Linked DNA regions of Sus scrofa: all the other regions are linked to region 2. The links are chromatin contacts, called in public HiChIP or PLAC-seq maps. All regions are on one chromosome and are shown on one strand. Each heading gives the region's core, a stretch centred on a gene start, on an enhancer-like site or on the middle of the called end of the contact. The rest is flanking DNA. Distances are from core to core; before and after follow the strand shown. Region 1 has its middle 31 kb from the start of BATF. Region 2 has its middle 25 kb from the start of FOS. Region 3 overlaps BATF (basic leucine zipper ATF-like transcription factor).

Evidence for each region. HiChIP or PLAC-seq counts read pairs in DNA pulled down with a chosen protein or histone mark.
Region 1: a contact with region 2 is called in an H3K27ac HiChIP or PLAC-seq map of alveolar macrophages, with 5 times the contacts expected there. The contact joins two enhancer-like sites. A contact is called at or near these places in 1 of 5 promoter capture datasets (liver), 33 of 47 Hi-C or Micro-C datasets (adipocytes, alveolar macrophages, blood and 16 more) and 2 of 2 datasets of contacts at active chromatin or transcription factors (alveolar macrophages and skeletal muscle).
Region 3: a contact with region 2 is called in an H3K27ac HiChIP or PLAC-seq map of alveolar macrophages, with 4 times the contacts expected there. The contact joins two enhancer-like sites. A contact is called at or near these places in 13 of 47 Hi-C or Micro-C datasets (adipocytes, alveolar macrophages, brain and 9 more) and 2 of 2 datasets of contacts at active chromatin or transcription factors (alveolar macrophages and skeletal muscle).

What each region holds. Positions count from the first base shown.
Region 1 is chr7:98,637,801-98,640,589 of Sscrofa11.1, reverse strand. No RefSeq gene overlaps it. Among named protein-coding and RNA genes, the nearest start is that of BATF, 31 kb to the left of the region's middle. Within about 2 kb of position 1,434, at least 1 of the 83 cell types and tissues checked has an H3K27ac peak or open chromatin away from gene starts, as enhancers often do. A contact at or near this core is called in alveolar macrophages, where this site is marked.
Region 2 is chr7:98,472,981-98,475,820 of Sscrofa11.1, reverse strand. No RefSeq gene overlaps it. Among named protein-coding and RNA genes, the nearest start is that of FOS, 25 kb to the right of the region's middle. Within about 2 kb of position 1,295, at least 42 of the 83 cell types and tissues checked have an H3K27ac peak or open chromatin away from gene starts, as enhancers often do. A contact at or near this core is called in alveolar macrophages, brain, fetal skeletal muscle and 4 more, where this site is marked.
Region 3 is chr7:98,691,410-98,694,562 of Sscrofa11.1, reverse strand. It overlaps BATF (basic leucine zipper ATF-like transcription factor), which reads right to left. Exons shown (of 3, transcript NM_001244571.1): 3 at 2,333-2,873. The coding sequence ends at 2,664. Among named protein-coding and RNA genes, the nearest start is that of BATF, 23 kb to the right of the region's middle. Within about 2 kb of position 1,337, at least 34 of the 83 cell types and tissues checked have an H3K27ac peak or open chromatin away from gene starts, as enhancers often do. A contact at or near this core is called in alveolar macrophages, brain, fetal skeletal muscle and 4 more, where this site is marked.

The DNA of each region.
Region 1 (2,789 bases), core at 185-2,684, 160 kb before region 2:
AGAGTTGATAAGTGCCACTTCCAGGCCTGGTCCATGTTCTTTGCTCACTTACCAGCTAAATGCAGAGGACTCCAAAGCCCTCAGGGAGCAGAGAACCACAAGATAGAAGGAGTTGGGGTCCCTGAATCACCATGTGGAAGACCCGCCACCAAAGGGGAATGCTCTCATGAGTTATTGCATTGATGAGAAATATAGTTCTATTACCCAAAGCCACAGAGATTTGGGTTTATCTGTTGTGGCAACTAGCATTACCTTAACTTAAAACTGAATAGAGTGGGGGTAAAGTATTCCAAATTAATAAAAACGAGCTAACCTCGAAGGCAGCAGGCAATCAGACAGGAAAGAACAGAGGCTCCAGAGCCAAACCAATGAAATTAAACTCTGGTTCTATGTTTCCTAGCTGTGTGACCTTGTGTGAATTGCTTAATCTCTCTGAATCTTAGCTTCTTCATTTATAAAAGGAAGATAACATCTTCCTTGAACAGTTGCAGTAACTATTAAATAAATAGCAGCTAGAATGGTTTCTAAGACATAAAAGGCTTATTAAATAGTAAATCCCTTTATGTAAGGGTTTGTAAGTATTCTTACAATGACATTTAACTTAATATACTTTGGTAACTGGTAACAGTAACAATGAAAATCAAAATTTATTGAGAACTAATTATATTCCAGGCACTGATCTAATCATTCGCATGTATTGATGAATTCTATCCTCCCAGCCCTATGAATTAGGCACTGTTGCCCCACCCCTCCATTTTATAGATGAAGAAACTGAGGCACAGAGGTGTTAAGTAATGTGTTCAAGTGATAAGTGGTAGATCAGGGTTTAAATCCAGGCAGGTATGGTAATGATTCCTTGTTACAGATGAAGGAACAGAGAAGTGACACAATTTGCCTAAAGCCACACAATCTCAAAGCGTCCCAGGGTGGGGGCCCTGGAACCAGCCTTAACTGATTGTTATTCTGTAGGAGTTCAGAGTGTTCTCGGACTGTGAGAAGCACCGTCTTTTTGCGTTTCAGCAGGTGTGCTGGTGGCTTTTGCAGTAATGATACTGACCAAAACCATATACTGCTTTGATCAACTATTAGAAAGAAGCAGGTGAGCATGCTCCAGTGCCCTTCCACTGATGAAACTCAAGCCCTCTGGCTGTGTAATCAAGGCCAAGGGGCTCTTGCTTTCACAAAATTGACATTTTCACAAGAGCTTCTTCTTCTTCTCCTTCCCCTTCCTCTTCCTCTAATTCTTAATCTTCTCCTCTTTCTCCTTCTTCTTCTTTTTCGGCCACTCTGTGGCATGCATATAGGGATCAGATCAAATCTGAGCCACCATTGCCACCTATGCTGCTGCTGTAGCAACACTGGATCCTTAAGCCACTGTGCCTGCCTGGGGATCATGTCTCATCCCAGTGCTCCACGCTGCTGATCCTGTTGCACTACAGTGGAAACTCCTTTCACAAGAGCCTTAAAGAAGCTTACACTGGAGCAAGTCATCCAGTGTAGTAAGGATGCTCAGCCTTGGTGGGGGCGGGAGAGGGAGAGGGTTCAAAGAAATGAGCCTTAAGAAGGCAAATTTGGGAGTTCGCTTGTGGCATAGTGGGTTAAGGATCTGGGGTTGTCACTGCAGTGGTTCAGGTTGCTGCTATGGCTTGGGTTCGATCCCTGGCCCAGAAACTTCTGCATGCAATGGGAGTAGCTGATAAAAGGAATAAGTCCCTTAAAAGGGTTTTGGTCATTGGACTTGCTGAGGTCTCAAATGACCACCAGAGGGCAGCAAAGACACTGGTCCGAGAAAGCAGAGTCCATTTGAGGTTCTCCTAGAACCACCCTCAAAGGATGGGAGGTAGAGAGGAAAAATGAGAAAGGGCCTCCTTCATCACCCAAAAAGCACCCCCTAGACATGGAATCCTCAGCCATTTAAGAGAGAATGGTGTGAGCCTCATGGGAAGTCCATTGCAGCATTATTGACAATGGCCAAGACATGGAAGCAGCCTAAATGTCTATCAATAGAGGATTGGATAAAGAAGTTGTGGTACATATACATATGATGAACTATTACTCAGACATAAGAAAAGAATGGAATAATGTCATTGCAGGAATATGGATGGACATAGAGATTATCATACAAATGAAGTAAGTCTGACAGAGAAAGAAAAATATCATACGAGATCACTAATAGGTAGAATCTGATAAAAAAGGATGCAAAATAACTTATTCACAAAATAGATACAGACTCAAAGATTTCAAAACCAAACTTAGGGTTACCAAAGGAGGGGAGGGATGGATTGGCATATACTCACTACTATATACAAAGTCGATCTGTAGCAAGGACCTACTGCATAGTTCAGTACTCTGATGGCCTCTGTGGGGAAAGAATCTGAAAGAAAGAATGGCTATATATGTATGGGTATGGCTGATTCACTTTGCTGTACACCTGAAACAAACACAATGTTGTAAGTCACCTACACACCAATAACATTTTTTTAAAAAAAAGAAAGGAAGAGAATGGGCTTTGACCTTGTTCTTCAGATAATGTAACTAACACATGGTAATGGCAGAAAAATTGGAAAATATGGAAACCTATTGATCAAACTATTATAATCCCACCCCTGGGAGAAAAATTGCCCTAGGTTAATATTTTAATGAATATCTTTCCGGGTAGATGTAGAAACAGATAGATTTAAATATATACATACACACATAGATATACATTTACCTATATTTTGGCTTAATGAAACTGCTATCAGGATCCTGGCATTGTGAGATTGGTTCCAGACCCTGCAATAAAGTGA
Region 2 (2,840 bases), core at 46-2,545:
TGTCTCCTGGCATTTGGGTACCTAAAAAAAATGAATTGTGAAATAACACCTTAATCACATTTCACGTTCTTGTGCTGCATTCCTGTTCACTACACGCTTTCATGCCTGTTCTTCCTCATTGGCTGAAGGAAGACATGCCCCCTTAATGGATGACACAGCAGAGGCCCAGCCAGGTGAACAAGCACGCCCTGGGTGTCAGCCTCCCAGCAAATGTCACCGTCTCCTGGTACAACGAGAAGACTGTCTTTAACTGAGGTAGATATATATGCATAACATAAATATGCCTAACATAGAGTTTATCACTGTAACCATTTTAAAGTTACCGTTAAAACTGTGGTGCAACCATGGCCACCACCCATCTCCGGATCCCTTTTCATCTTCCCAAACTGCAGCTCCATCCTGGTTAAAGAGTAACTCCCCATCCTCCCCTCCCACCATCCCACTTTCTGACTCTCTGAAGTGACTGCTCTAGAAACGTCATAGCTTATGGGATTGTCCTTTTGTATGACAGATGGATTAGCAGCAAGATTTCTGGAGGAAGTTCCCAAGATTCTCTTCTCCATTGGCGTTTCTTTTGGCTAATGTTGCACTTTAGCCAGAAAGAGAGCCTCTTCTTTATTCTACCGGAACCCACTCTCATGGACACAAACACCTTTTAGGCCCTGCCCTGAAAAACAGAATTTTCTAACATTTTGTTTTCTCAGAATGCTATTCATTCTTCCAGGAAATGACTTGAAGTGTGGTCATCAGGAAAAGAAGAAAAAAAAGAAAAAAAAAAAAAAAAAAGAAAAAAACACACCATAAAGAAACTCCTGGAGAAGGACTTAGGACATGTTCCTGGGCCACCTCGGAAGTTCCCAAAGGCCCCTCTCTCCTCCACTGACCACTGTGTGTGTGTGTATGTATTATTTTTGTCTTTTTGTTTTAAAGAACTCTGTGATCCACTTCAATTCATGTTTTGCCCAGAAAGCTAACACAGCTGCAAATCCTTTCTGCCCGGAAAGCCTTCCAGCTTTTCCAGAGGCTTCTTTGCTGTTTCAGTGGCCACTTCCCTCCCTCTCAGGCCAGCCAGCCTCTCTGAGCCCATTGCCCCCCACCCCTTGGGGCTGACCCCACCTTCTGAGAGAAGAAGCCACTCCCTAGAAGTGACTGTGCTGTCTCTGTGGGTTTCTATCACTTGAAGAAGCACAGCCCCTTCCCTCCCCATCCCCCGCCTCCCAGGGGCACCCCAGCCCCCACGTCGGGCTTCCCCCTCGGAGATCTGGCTCTGCTGCCTGCTGGTAAACGGCTGGCCGTCCCCATGACAACGACATGGCCCAGAGCCTGGATGACGCCAGGCCTGACTCTTCTCCCAGCCTCACCCACGTCTGTTTGTTTGGGTTCCAGCTGCTTTTGTTGGGCTTCGTTTTGCTTGTCCGTTTGAGGCAGCTTCATTGCCGATTGGCTCCAGGGGGCTGCGCTTGGATTCCCTGGGGTTCTGGGAAGTCAGCCTCCTGCCTGGGCAGGAATTTCCTGGCACCGTGGGGTATTTCCCCATCATAATAACAAGATCTAGAAGAGCCCTTCATGCAAGGCAGAGCCCACAGGAAGCCTGGGCATCAGATAATACACTAATACTCTGCTCCCCCAGGCAACTTCAGGGCACTGTTACTAACCCAACTGTGTGCCACGCTCCTGATGACAAGTGGGCCTGTTGTTTGATGAAATGAAGGAAACGTGACAACGTGTTAGCAGAAGAGTCCAGGTGTGCAGAAACATCAAAAATAAACCGAGGATGAAGAAGAGACAGCTGTATGGATTTTGAGGAACAGTGAAGTGAATGTGGTGACAGACATCCCAAGTGACTCTTTTTGTTTGTTTGTTTGTTTTTTGTTAGGGCTGCACCTGCAGCCTATGGAAGTTCCCAGGCTAAAGGTCTAATCAGAGCTGCAGCTGCCGACCTACACCACAGCCACTACAATGCCAGATCCTTAACCCACTGAAGGAGCCCAGGGATGGAACCTGCATCCTCATGGATACTAGTCGGGTCCATTACTGCTGAGCCACAACGGAAACTCCCAAGTGACGCCTCGCCTCATCATTTGGGGTGGTTTTGCCTTTATTATTTGGACAGTGCAGAAGCCGGAATCTGGAACATTGTTTACAACTAATTTGAAAACATACCTTCTAGCCTTTTATCATTTCATCAGGTTTTTTGTTTGTTTGTTTTTCCACCCTGCGGCATATGGAGTTCAGATTAGAGCCGTGGTTGCGATTCACATTGCAATGCCAGATCCTCTAACCCACTGTGCCAGGGCTGGGAATTGAACCTGCATCCTGGCATTGCAGAGACACCACCAATCCCATTGTGCCACAGCAGGAACTCCTCATCAGATTTTTATCTCTCGAATAACTCATTTTAGGAGTTCCCTGGTGGCTCAGTGAGGTAAGGATCCGGTGTTGTCACTGCTGTGGCTCTGGTTCCAGCTGTGGTACTGGTTCGATCCCTGGCCCCAGGGACTTCCACATGCCATAGGTGCAGCCAAAAAAAAAAAAAAAAAAAAAAAAAAAAAAACAAGCAAACAAACAAACTCACTTGGCTTTAGAGCTCCTGAGTTTATCCCAGATCCTCTGATTTCTGACATAAAAGGTCCATCTCTTGCCTTGACCTTTGAAGCAGTGTCAGGGCCGCCTCAGCTCCTCATCTATAAAATGGGGCTAAATAATGCCCACCAGCCAGGTCATCCCATACTTAGCTCAGCTCTGCCACTTACTGGGCTGCTAACATCATCATCAGCTCCTACCTATGCCTTCTTCCTGAGAATCCTGACACTTTTTACAGGAATTCTGTCATTGATTCA
Region 3 (3,153 bases), core at 88-2,587, 220 kb before region 2:
ACACCCATTTTGTTTGGTCTGCAGAGTGTTTTAAAAATCAGAGGATTATTGCAGAAATTCTGATTTGGGCTTTGATGAACGGATGAATGGAAGACATGGTAGTTCTGGGCCTGAATTCCATGGCTGCATGGAATAGAACCCAGGGCCAGCTCGCTGCTTTAAGCAGCACTCACGCTTCCACTTGCCACACTCCCCACCACTCCCAACTGTCCTACAGCCAGTGAGTTTCATGTATTAATAGTACCTGCCTGGGCCTTTGAGGCATTTGAGTGTGGGTCAGTGGTCCACCAGCCTGAGGGAGCTAGCCCTGTCATCGGCAAGAGGCTGGGGGGACAGACCTGGGTGGTAGGAAATCTGCGGTCAAGGTTCTGGAAGTTGAGATCTATTTATAGCTGCCCCTCCAATTTCCTGTGTGGAGATGAAGTCAGCTTTGGCATTCACCCTAGTCAGACTGATCAGAAAGGAGAAGTGGAACTGCCTGGGGTCATTAGAAAGTAAAGAATGAAAGGGGAAGAGAAGTCCTTGCTGAGAGACGGGAGTAGCACACGTGAGCCCCGCATTTCTGGTTCTGGCTCTGAATGTCATTCAGACGATGCCCAGCACTGGTCATGTGCCTTCGGCGGGGGTTTCTGGGGGGAAATCACAGCACTAGAGCAGGGGTGGGGAGGAAAAAAGCTCTGATTGGAAGGAGGCCCGTGAGAGGCCTGGCCCGGGCTGAACTAGCTCTAAAGACAGCTGGGCCTGAAGTGTTGCTTCCAGACTGCAAAAGAAAAACACCTTCCAGTCAATGCAGGCCACATCTGAGGGACCACTGGCTTGGCTTTGCCGGTTAACACAGGGGTGGGAAGGAACAACAGAGTGTGAGCTACCAGAAGTCAGACCCTGAAGGGAAATGATGAGAGACCCTCCTTGCCTTAGCCCCTCACCATGCACCCCAGTCTTTGCTGGGTCTGTGCACTGGAAGAGGAGTCCCATGTACCAAGTTGTATTGGGAGACCAAAGGTTAAAATGCAGGACTCATTGGAAGCAATGCTGATACCCCGGGAAGGCCCTCTGGGCTGACTCTAACAAGCTCTGAGCCTTCTCACATTCTGGGCATCCATGGGCATCAGCTTCAGGGGTGAGGGAAGGGGTGAGGGGCCCCCCCAGTGGTGGTGTGCCTTCAGAGGCCCTTGGCTTGGACTCCTTCCCTCTGTGGGCCACAAGGGGGTCAGGTGTCCATGTGCCAGCCTTTCCAGGCCTCTGAAGAGTTAAGTAATGACACTAGCCTCGCACTGGCACAGTCCAGGGGAGGCCCAGAGCCAGAAACTTGACTCAAGCCAGCCAGAGCTGTGGGCAGGCAGGCTGGAGACCAGCCTGCCTCTCTCTTTCCCCTGTGCTCATAGCCTCCCAAGATGACCACTTACAGGGGGGCAGCAGGTGGTAGCAGCCCCTCTGAAGGACCAAGGGATGAGACGGGGAGACCAGAGGGGCTGCATCTGACACCTTCCATGGCAATCCCTGTGGCTTTTGGCTCAGCAGGGGCTGTGCATGTGGGCAGGCCCTGCTGGGGCTCTTGGACAGTGACGTGATGTGGTTCAGGCCAGAGGGCATGGCCTGGGGACCTCAGAAGAGCAGGGGGACTGGAGCACACTGATTTCAGCTCTGCCAAAATTGGTGGATGGGAAGTCCTGAAGACAACCCTGTGTTACTTGAGCCACCGCTGCCCTCAAACCATGCTCAAAACAGCAGCCTGCAGAGCCTCATGGACACAGGCAGAGGTGTGCGTGCTTTACCACAGCATCCCAGGGGAGGTGGAGTCTTCAGCTGGGCAGGGAGTGCCCATGTCCCCAAACCATGTTGTCCCAGGAGAGCCTGAGGAAAGCACCCCTTTACATGTGGGGGGGTTCCTGGCGTTGCTAGAATTCCTGGCGCAGAGCCAACAGCACACAGCATCACCCAGTGCAGGCCGCCTGGACCCGTGGGAGCAAGTGCAGTCCCGGCAGAGGAGGGTGTCAATCCAAGGACCATCCTACCCCACCAGCCTGGCCCTGGTCCTTCTGCCGTCTAGAGAATGAGCCTAGAAAGGTCTAGGCTGACCATCTAGAAAGCATGAGGCAGCGAGGAATGGAAAGTTCAAGGTCACAGTGAGATGATTTAGGGAGGAGAATCAAGAAGCTACCTAGAAGGAGGATTGACGATTCTTTGTGAAAACCCAGCTTGCCAAGTAGCTTCACAGACCGCAGGAAAGAAGCAATGGCCGTAAAGCCTCCCAAGCGTTAAAGGCTCCTGAGGCCAAGAAAACAAACAGAACAAACAACAGCAACAACACAACAACCCCAGCTCCACAGAATGAAGGTTTCAAGCCCTTGCCAGAATGGCTTCTTTTCAGACTTTTATAGAGAAAAATAACCCCGCCCTCCTTTCCCCCTGGACGGGGCCTCCCACCCCACCAAGGTCCAGCCCAGGCCTCCCAGCAGGCAACACACTGCCCTGCGGCCACACATGCTTCCAGGTGCCACGTCCTGTGTTCAATCCTGGTCCAAGGCGTCGGGCTTCGGGTCTCCAGGCGGGGAGAGGACGCTGAGGGACAAGGGCCGCCGCCGGGCCACAGTCTGTGTGCCCCTCCTGAGGCCTGGGAGCAGCTGGGGTGGGGGCTCTGCCAGCCCTGCCTCTCGGGGAGCTCAGGGTTGGAAGCGCGGGGAGCTGACGTGCGGCTGGTGGAAGGCATGGGCGCTGTACACCACCTCGGGGGGCGAGGGCGCGCCGGCGGCCAGCACGGAACACAGGGGCTCGTGGCTGCTCAGCACCGATGTGAAGTACTTCATCTCCTCTGTGAGCTGCTTGATCTCCTTCCGCAGCGCCGCGTTCTGTTTCTCCAGGTCTTCACTCTCCTGCGAGGGGCGAACGATCGGCATTGCAAGTTAATGTCACGCGACAGGGTGCAGCGGAGGCGGGGTGGGGGGGGGAGCAGTCCGCATCAGATTTTTTCTGCACATGCGAGTGTGCGTATCTGTTTGTGTCGTATGTGCAGATGGCCTCTGTATAAGCACACGTATATTTGTGTATGTATGTGCGTTGCTATCAGCTCTATGACATTGCTGATTTTTTTTTTCTCTGACGTATAAGGATGGCAATTCCATATGGTCCCACCTAAGAGATGTGTGGGTGCAT